Regions from separate parts of the Drosophila melanogaster genome. Here region 1 is linked to region 2. The links are chromatin contacts, called in public targeted proximity ligation maps. All regions are on one chromosome and are shown on one strand. The core of a region is the stretch at or near the end of the contact, and the rest is flanking DNA. Distances in the headings are between cores, read along the strand shown.

Region 1 (4,086 bases), core at 1,268-3,767, 190 kb after region 2:
ACGTAGAGGGGAGATCCTTTCGGGCGTTTGGTTACGAATTCGCCCTATGGTGTCCTGACTTGGGGCGCTGTAAGCCGCGATTAACGTAAAATAGCGTATGAAGAGCGGCCAACAGTGGCTGCAAAAAAATATGCCACACGAAGCATGTGACAAAAAAATGCATACTGAATATAATCCAGCTGTTCCGAGTGAACAGAATGTAGGTCACGAAAGGAATGAAGTAAACTGTGTGTATATAGTATATATGTATCTATAATGCAGTATATGCTTGCAGTTTTGTGAATAAAAGTTACGGCACTCACAGACCACCGACACCAAACATACATACATTTGACGAACATTCACTAATGAAGCAGATAGTTGTGTATAACTTTTATATAAGTATATTGTGTTTGAGAAATGTTTTTCTCACTTTAATACCTCCCTATCGTTTCAGACTTAAGATAGACAACAACGGAGGCGCTTGGTGTCCCAAGCACATGGTATCTCGTGGTCTGACGGAGTACCTGCAAGTCGACCTGCTAGGTGTCCACCTGGTCAGTGCCATACGAACCCAGGGTCGCTTTGGCAAGGGGCAGGGCCAGGAGTATACCGAAGCCTATGTGATTGAGTACTGGAGGCCGGGCCTCAAGAAATGGATTCGATGGAGGAGCCTCCAAGGCAAAGAGGTGAGCTGAAGGCACTTATAAAAGCAGGAAATCAAACTATGGTGTGGAAAAGGCAATTCGCAAAAATAACTCACAGTTTTAGTTTACTCCAAAGTGAGTTTATATCGGAATAAACCATTAAACAAATAGGATCTCTGTGAGAAAAAGTCTGTTTGCGAAGATACTCTATGCTTTGTCCATTCACACATTAATCATGAGCAGGCCGGGGCAAGTGTAGATAACCATCTGAACCATCTGGGGACTTGGGTTCGAGCGGAGAGTGTGTTGAAGATATTGAATCTTTAAGCGAATCAATTTACGTGCGAATTACTGGCAAGTGGAGGAGTTGAGAAAATTGCGTAGGTGTCGCGGCTGGAAAGCGAACTCGAACCCGTTCCATCGATTTGCTGGCTGCCAGCAATGTGAAATCAATTTTAGCGCTTTTGTTTTTATTTCGCCTGCTCATGATAGTATTTTGGCGATCAGGTTGCCACCTACACACCACATGCCAGCCACCCATTTGTAATGCCTGCCCCAATTGGGCCCCAACTCCCTTCTCTCGTTCCAGGTGCTGCCCGGCAACATAAACACCTACAGCGAGGTGGAGAACGTGCTCCAGCCCAGCGTCTTTGCGTCCAAGGTGCGACTCTATCCCTACAGCCAGTACGATCGCACCGTCTGCCTGCGCGCCGAGATCGTCGGCTGTGCCTGGGAAGGTAGGTGCCCATTCGCTTGCCATGAGTTATGCCCCCAACCCCGACCCCACTCCCACACCATAGGAACCTGGAACCCCTGACCCCTATATCGCCCCATTCGATCTTACTCGTGGCCTGAGGCCTTAGCTGCAATGTAATGAAAGTCGGACAGAAAATAAATTATTACGAGTCCGAAGACTAAAAGTACTAGTTCAAAAATTAAGTTTGGCGATGGGAAAGTACACTTTCAATTCCCGTAAAATGATAATCTGAGCATTAATTTTCTGCGAATATTTATATATTTTTATTAAAATATATTTATTTCCCTTTTGCAGAGGGAATTGTATCGTACAGTATTCCCAAGGGCATGCAGAGGGGCATGGACATCGATCTGTCGGACAAAACCTACGATGGATACGAGGAGGGTGATCATTATGTCAACGGTTTGGGCCAACTTGTTGATGGTCAGCGGGGCAAGGACAACTTTCGAGCCGATATTAATGGCCTTGGCAAAGGTACGATTGTCGAAGCATTTTAAAGTTCAATTCTTTTGAAAATTGTAACACTTTGTCAGGTTACGAATGGATTGGCTGGCGAAACGACACTTTGCTCGGGCGTCCAGTTGAAATCATATTCGAGTTTGAGACAGTTCGGAATTTAAGTGCTGTTATCATACACACCAACAACATGTTTTCCAAAGATGTTCAGGTAAATAAAAAGTTAAACACAAAAACCAACTAAAATCAAGCTTTTTCCGTAAGCCCTTAAATCAATGATTAAACACATCTTAAGGTAATCTTGCTTGCCCTACTTAATTTTTTATTTTACTTGTTAACTAGTGCTATTCACTTAATCACCACATCTACAAAATTCCGTTGAAGTAAATCGTAAAAGCAAAAACGCAATGGGTTGCCTGGAACCACAAATGGGGGTCCCTCGCCAGACAAACTGGCGGCGAAATGAGCAAATAAGAGCTAAACATTTCCAGCAACTTCCACCCAAAGCAATAATAATAAAAAAATCGAAAAAAAACGCTTTTTATAAACAAACCGAAGACGCAATCGAACCTAAACAAACTAAAATTGATATGGGGAGCTCTTGGGGTCCGACTCGGAGTACTTACGAGTATGGAATGGAGGGGAATCGCGGGGTATCCAGTGCACCCATTATCAAGTCATTTCCTTACTCACTGCAGTCTCTTTATCGAAAGTAAACAAACAGCGTGAGTGCGTATATATAAATAAAAGTGCACATACATATATCTTTATCTGAACTCTGGATGCCATGTAAACAAATAGCTATGCCACAAAAATGATTGTACAGTGTTTACTTTTTTCGAACACTCCCACCTTGTTCAAGGAACGCCATAAACATTTTTCGTTAATCTCTCAAGTTTTTAAAAATACCTTTTAAAGAACATATTGCTATTTAACTATATATTGTTATACCTATTTAATTAAGATGGCTACGACTGCATACCCGTTTAATCTGGACAGTATATTTGTTATGCATTTTGGTGGGATGAGAGCTGCTCATTACTAATGCTGAGGGCAAAGTCAAACAAACAGACCTCAAAGTGAATGGGAAAAAAGTCCTTAATCTTGGCCAGACCACTGACCACGATGTGCGGTTGGGCTGGCTTGTCTTTTGATCCAACAGGTGGTGTGTGGAGGGCCACACGCGTCTCATAATTAAAACGCACTCAGTGTAATTTTGAGGCTTATCAATGCGTCATAAATGGCATTTCCACTATTTACGACACGACCGCAAAGTGGCCAACGTTGATCTGCTGAGAAGCTCACTTCGTAATTTCATGACTAATGGGTCGTTTGATAGCGAAGACTGGTCCAACCGAATGATAATGGTAATGAAAAGTCGTAAAAATGAAAATCATAACAGCCGACGACATAGAGGCTCTGTAAATTACGGGGCAACCGAAACCAGAATTGAGCGGCTAATGGGGTCTTGAGTGCCTCCATGCCTCCAGGTGAATCTAAGAAACTCCATCTGCGCCCCAAGTGGCGGCATCAAATCCGAGATTTGTGGTAATTGAAATTTTATATGCCGCTTTAAAGCTGCTGCCAATTGGCTGTAAAGTTTGCGGTTTATTAAGGAACGGAACTCCAATAATTAGATTTTTTTCCGAAATTTATACACCTTAGCATATAAATGTGATACAAAGATTAAGATGCTAACACATATTGTAATTATAAACATATTCTTGATCATTCTTGATGTTAATTTGATTTGAAGTGTTCAACTTGTCTTGGATGTCAAGGTGGTGGCTTATTGATTTACGGTACTTATATTTCTTAAACAATTTTAGCTTTAGCTTTGAGACATTAGATGTACAACTCATTAGCCATTCTTAGGTGCAAACTACAACTCACACAACACTCTACATCCGGCTGTCCAAAAATAGGCGATACTACCAGTCCAAGCCATTTAAGAAGTTGAGGTGTTTTTGTTTGACTATACTACAAGTCGCTTTCACAACTGACCATAACCAATTTTGTGACTCTAACCAAAATTGGCGGTAGGGCATAAGATTACAAATACTAATTGTATACGAATCAAAGTTCACACAATCGAAAAAAGGTGTGTGCACCAACACCTGTCCATGCATTTGCTGATTACGATGGTTGAATATTAATTAATACAACTATGTATCTGAACTCTGTATAAATTATCTGGGAAAGCCGCGAGCAAGAATTAATTGGTTTCGTGTAACAATTCTTTGAACG
Region 2 (3,692 bases), core at 995-3,494:
TCATTCACTTGTGACTATACGAATGGTGTGCTAAACCCACCACAGTTCGATTAGCTAACATTTTGATTATAAAAATGGTTTTACAATTCATTTGACTGCTTCAACTAGACGCAGTCAGTTTTCCTGTCTGCCTTTGTATAAATGAAATATTAATTAAATTTTAAAAATCATGTACAACGGGCAAAGCTGCCAAACGAGCAAGGCTTCGTTTGCGGTGGCTAGAGAGATAAACAAATTATGATACAACTAAGCAAACATTGCAATTAGTATAAGAGATAAGGCAGCCGGCACAAACTATGCACTTAAACTAATTAACATGATGGAGGAGGGGTGGGACGACGCTGGGAGTGCTGGGGGGGGGAGGAGTTGTGGCTTATTGCAGAAAACTAAACCCTGTTTACAAACTAATAATGCAAATCGAATAACTCTCTTCTGGCCATTGAGCATCAGATGCCAATGTAGGAGCACAGCACGAACACGGCGAAAATCATGACAATCAGAAAGACGATGGCAATCCAGGCGGGGATTGTACCTAAAAAGAAGTTGGCAGTGAGATAATTTCCAATTTTACACCAATTTTATTGCTTACGTCTTTGGGACAGACTGTGGATGCAGACTTTGTTGTCCACCGAAATGGACAGAACGGCTGCCTCCGTGTCGCTGGAAATGGGCGGTCCCTCCTCGTTGGTAATAGGCAGGAACTGGAGGCCAGTTACGAACATGGAGTGTGCATGGGGAATGTGGAGCACGCGCTGCAAAACGTAAGCAAAGAATTGGAGTTAAGACTATTAACGTACACTTTGATTAGTTGCCTCTGCTCACCTGCAGACTGAATGCAATGTACATGGATACGCTGCCTGAGAACATCGTGCCGACGGCCACGAATCGACCATCATCCCGCACTGCCAGTGACGAGAGGCTTTCGTCAATGGCCACAGCCTGACGCAGTTGCCCGCTGGCACAGTCCCAGTGCTGCAGGAAGCCACGCTGCTTTCCCACCTTGCCCAGCGGATTGGCAATGGTAAAGAGGCGGTAGTTATCCTTTTGCGCCTCCACGGTTCCGTAGCGGCACCGTTTGAACAGGTACTTGGCCCCCTCGGGCGTTTTCCACTGCAGCTTGTGTTGCAGCTGGCCGCTGGCCAGGTCCCACACCAAGCCCTGTGCATCCTTGGAGATGCTGGCAATTAGCTTGCTGTCGGGACTGAAGTCCAGGTCATCGATCTCCTTGCTGTGTGCCGCCAGCTCGGCGGCCAGCGTCATCTGGGGGAACGTCCAGACGCGCAGTTTTCCGTCCGTGCCGCCAGTGGCCATCAGACGGCCATTACCGCTGATGCGCACCACGCGCTGCAGGGGCTCGGCGCCCTTGAGGAAGTCCGTCTGGATCACATCCGCCGCCTGGATGTCGAAATGCAGTCGCCGAAACTGACGCAATATGTCGGCGGTGGAAAGGGGTGGCCTGTGCCCGTTGGCCACTGGCTCCACGCCCGAGTGTGCGTTTCGCTGGCGCACGTTGCCGTTCTCGTGCGGCCGTTCCTCCGGAGCAGGCTTGCCGTCCCCGACGCCCACACCGTTTCCATTCCCATCCTCTTCGGATTGAACGCGCGGCTGGACGTAGTACATCTGACAGTGCGCCTCCTGGCCGGCGCACAGATAGCCCCTCCGGCCGCCATTGCGCACCGCGAAGTTCATCACCACATTGGCGCCGGTCTCATGGCGCAAAACCTCCTCCGCGCAGAAGTGGCTGCCGTTGTGGTACAGCTCATAGATCTCCTGGAAAGATCAATCGTCGATTAGAAACATCACAAGAATGCGGCGGAGCGAGCTGAGTTCATACAAAGCCGTTCGCCACTCCCGTTTTGCTGGAGCCACCGCCTCCGGCTACCAGAATGTGGCGGCTGGTTAGCATGTCCACGGCGTACAGCGGGAAGTTCACGCGGGCCAGCAGGCCGTCGCTGGGACGGCGGGTGTGGGCCATTATCAATAATATATCACAATCGACCGGACGCTGGGGGCGGAGGGATTGGGGCTGAGTGATTGACTCGAGTTTATCAGCTCTGGCCGCGGGGCAGGCACATCTAATTGGGTCTACCGCTGGCACACTCCGGCTGTTAACTGACTGGGAATTGTGGGTCGATTCAGTGGACGTTAATCATGGGAACTATTTTCTTATTGTGTTTTGGACTGAGAAAGTTGTCTTAAAAATCCACGTACACTGAATAGCGGTGGCAGGGCGAGGTATCGATACATCGATAGGCAGATTGGTGATTGGTGCCATAGCAGTCAGCTGTCTTCAGCTGATGAACAGGGCTGCCAGACTGGTGACGTGAGCAAACAGCTGATGGGCTGCAATGTTAACAGCTGGAAATATCAAAATATTCACAGCTGTTCTCTAATCGATAGGTAACTTTAAAAATTATCGCAATAAGCTTAATGTTTTTAAGTACATAATTGTTAACCATTTTTATATACATAAGAATTCAAGTATATTGCGATATTTATTTTGCAACGCGTATATTGCACCCAGTACGCTGCATAACGTGGCTTGTCTTCTTTACCTTGTACCTTAAGGTACAATATACCATGTACCCTGTTTGAAATGTTCAATGATCCACCTCATAACCAGTACCTACTGGTACCTACCTTTAAGAACGAGATAGGCTTAATTGTACTTGTAATAAAATTTTATTAAAAAGAAAGTAGACAAATTTCTCCCCTGCAACAACTTGAAAAAGGAATTCTTTTTTCCAAGTGAAATAAGAAATTATAATATTTCAGGATTGTCATTAATGCGGTGGAGCTCAGCAGTGGTCTTCCTGGTTCTTTGTTGTGACAAAATGACCTTCAATCGCTGGTGGGCGGCACAAAGGGGACTCCGAAGTCATATTTATATACTCCTTTACGTGGGAGTTATTTATGTATGTACATATATCAGACAAAGGTGTGAAACGTGTTGAACGAGTTATTGTTCAAATCTGCAGCATCTTAAATTCTCTATTAGGTGTTTCTTATTGCTATTTTCTGACTTTTGTCAACTCTGCGTTGATAACTTTATCAGATTTCAATTAAATTTCTCATCAATTTTGCCATAGATCGTATAGGCTGTATTTAAATTTAAATGGGCGTTAAAGTGAAAACTGTCTACTGTCTACGCACCTAAACTAGTTTTGTTATAATTATTTTCATAGTGCGTGAACAAGTTTTTCCGGCACTTTGATCAAATTTCACTTTTATCGAAGTCAAGGTGGCTTAAGTGATATGTCAATATTGTTAACCTGATTCAAGTGGATGTACGTATGTATGTATATTATTTATAATTATTAAATGAATAAAAAGCTTCAAAAAGGAAGACATAATCAAGTTCGTTGTCCTTGTGTTTCTTTTGAAGTGTCACAACACTCATTCGTATTTATTTGAAAAGTTTAGGATCTTACTTTTGGGATTCAACAGACTTTTTTGGGCGTACATAATAAATTCAAAATTGTCATTTGAATTATAACCGACAAAAGAAAACAAACAAAAGACGCACTGGCGCCATCTCTTTTCCACTCGCACAGCTTCCAGGTCAGCAACAACAACAAAGCCCAGCTGGTGCTCACCGATCGCGACGCCGCGTCGCTGCTTTCGTTTTCTTCTCTGCTTTCTGTTTCTTCCTTGCTCATTCGCTTAATTTTCGCCGACGCGATCACAACTGT

What was found.
Region 1: a contact with region 2 is called in a targeted proximity ligation map of the Kc167 cell line, with 5 times the contacts expected there. A contact is called at or near these places in 5 of 107 Hi-C or Micro-C datasets (the Kc167 cell line, the S2 cell line, embryo and 2 more) and 3 of 7 datasets of targeted methods (the Kc167 cell line and the S2 cell line).

What each region holds. Positions count from the first base shown.
Region 1 is chr2L:6,289,329-6,293,414 of dm6, forward strand. It overlaps Ddr (Discoidin domain receptor), which reads left to right. Exons shown (of 17, transcript NM_001298737.1): 4 at 437-668; 5 at 1,216-1,363; 6 at 1,678-1,857; 7 at 1,917-2,050. Among named protein-coding and RNA genes, the nearest start is that of CG43922, 17 kb to the right of the region's middle.
Region 2 is chr2L:6,096,722-6,100,413 of dm6, forward strand. It overlaps CG9175, which reads right to left and starts at 2,245. Exons shown (of 5, transcript NM_164681.3): 1 at 2,212-2,245; 2 at 1,835-2,116; 3 at 823-1,770; 4 at 590-752; 5 at 1-532. The coding sequence starts at 1,975. The coding sequence ends at 447. It overlaps stai (stathmin), which reads left to right and starts at 3,656. Exons shown (of 7, transcript NM_164682.3): 1 at 3,656-3,692.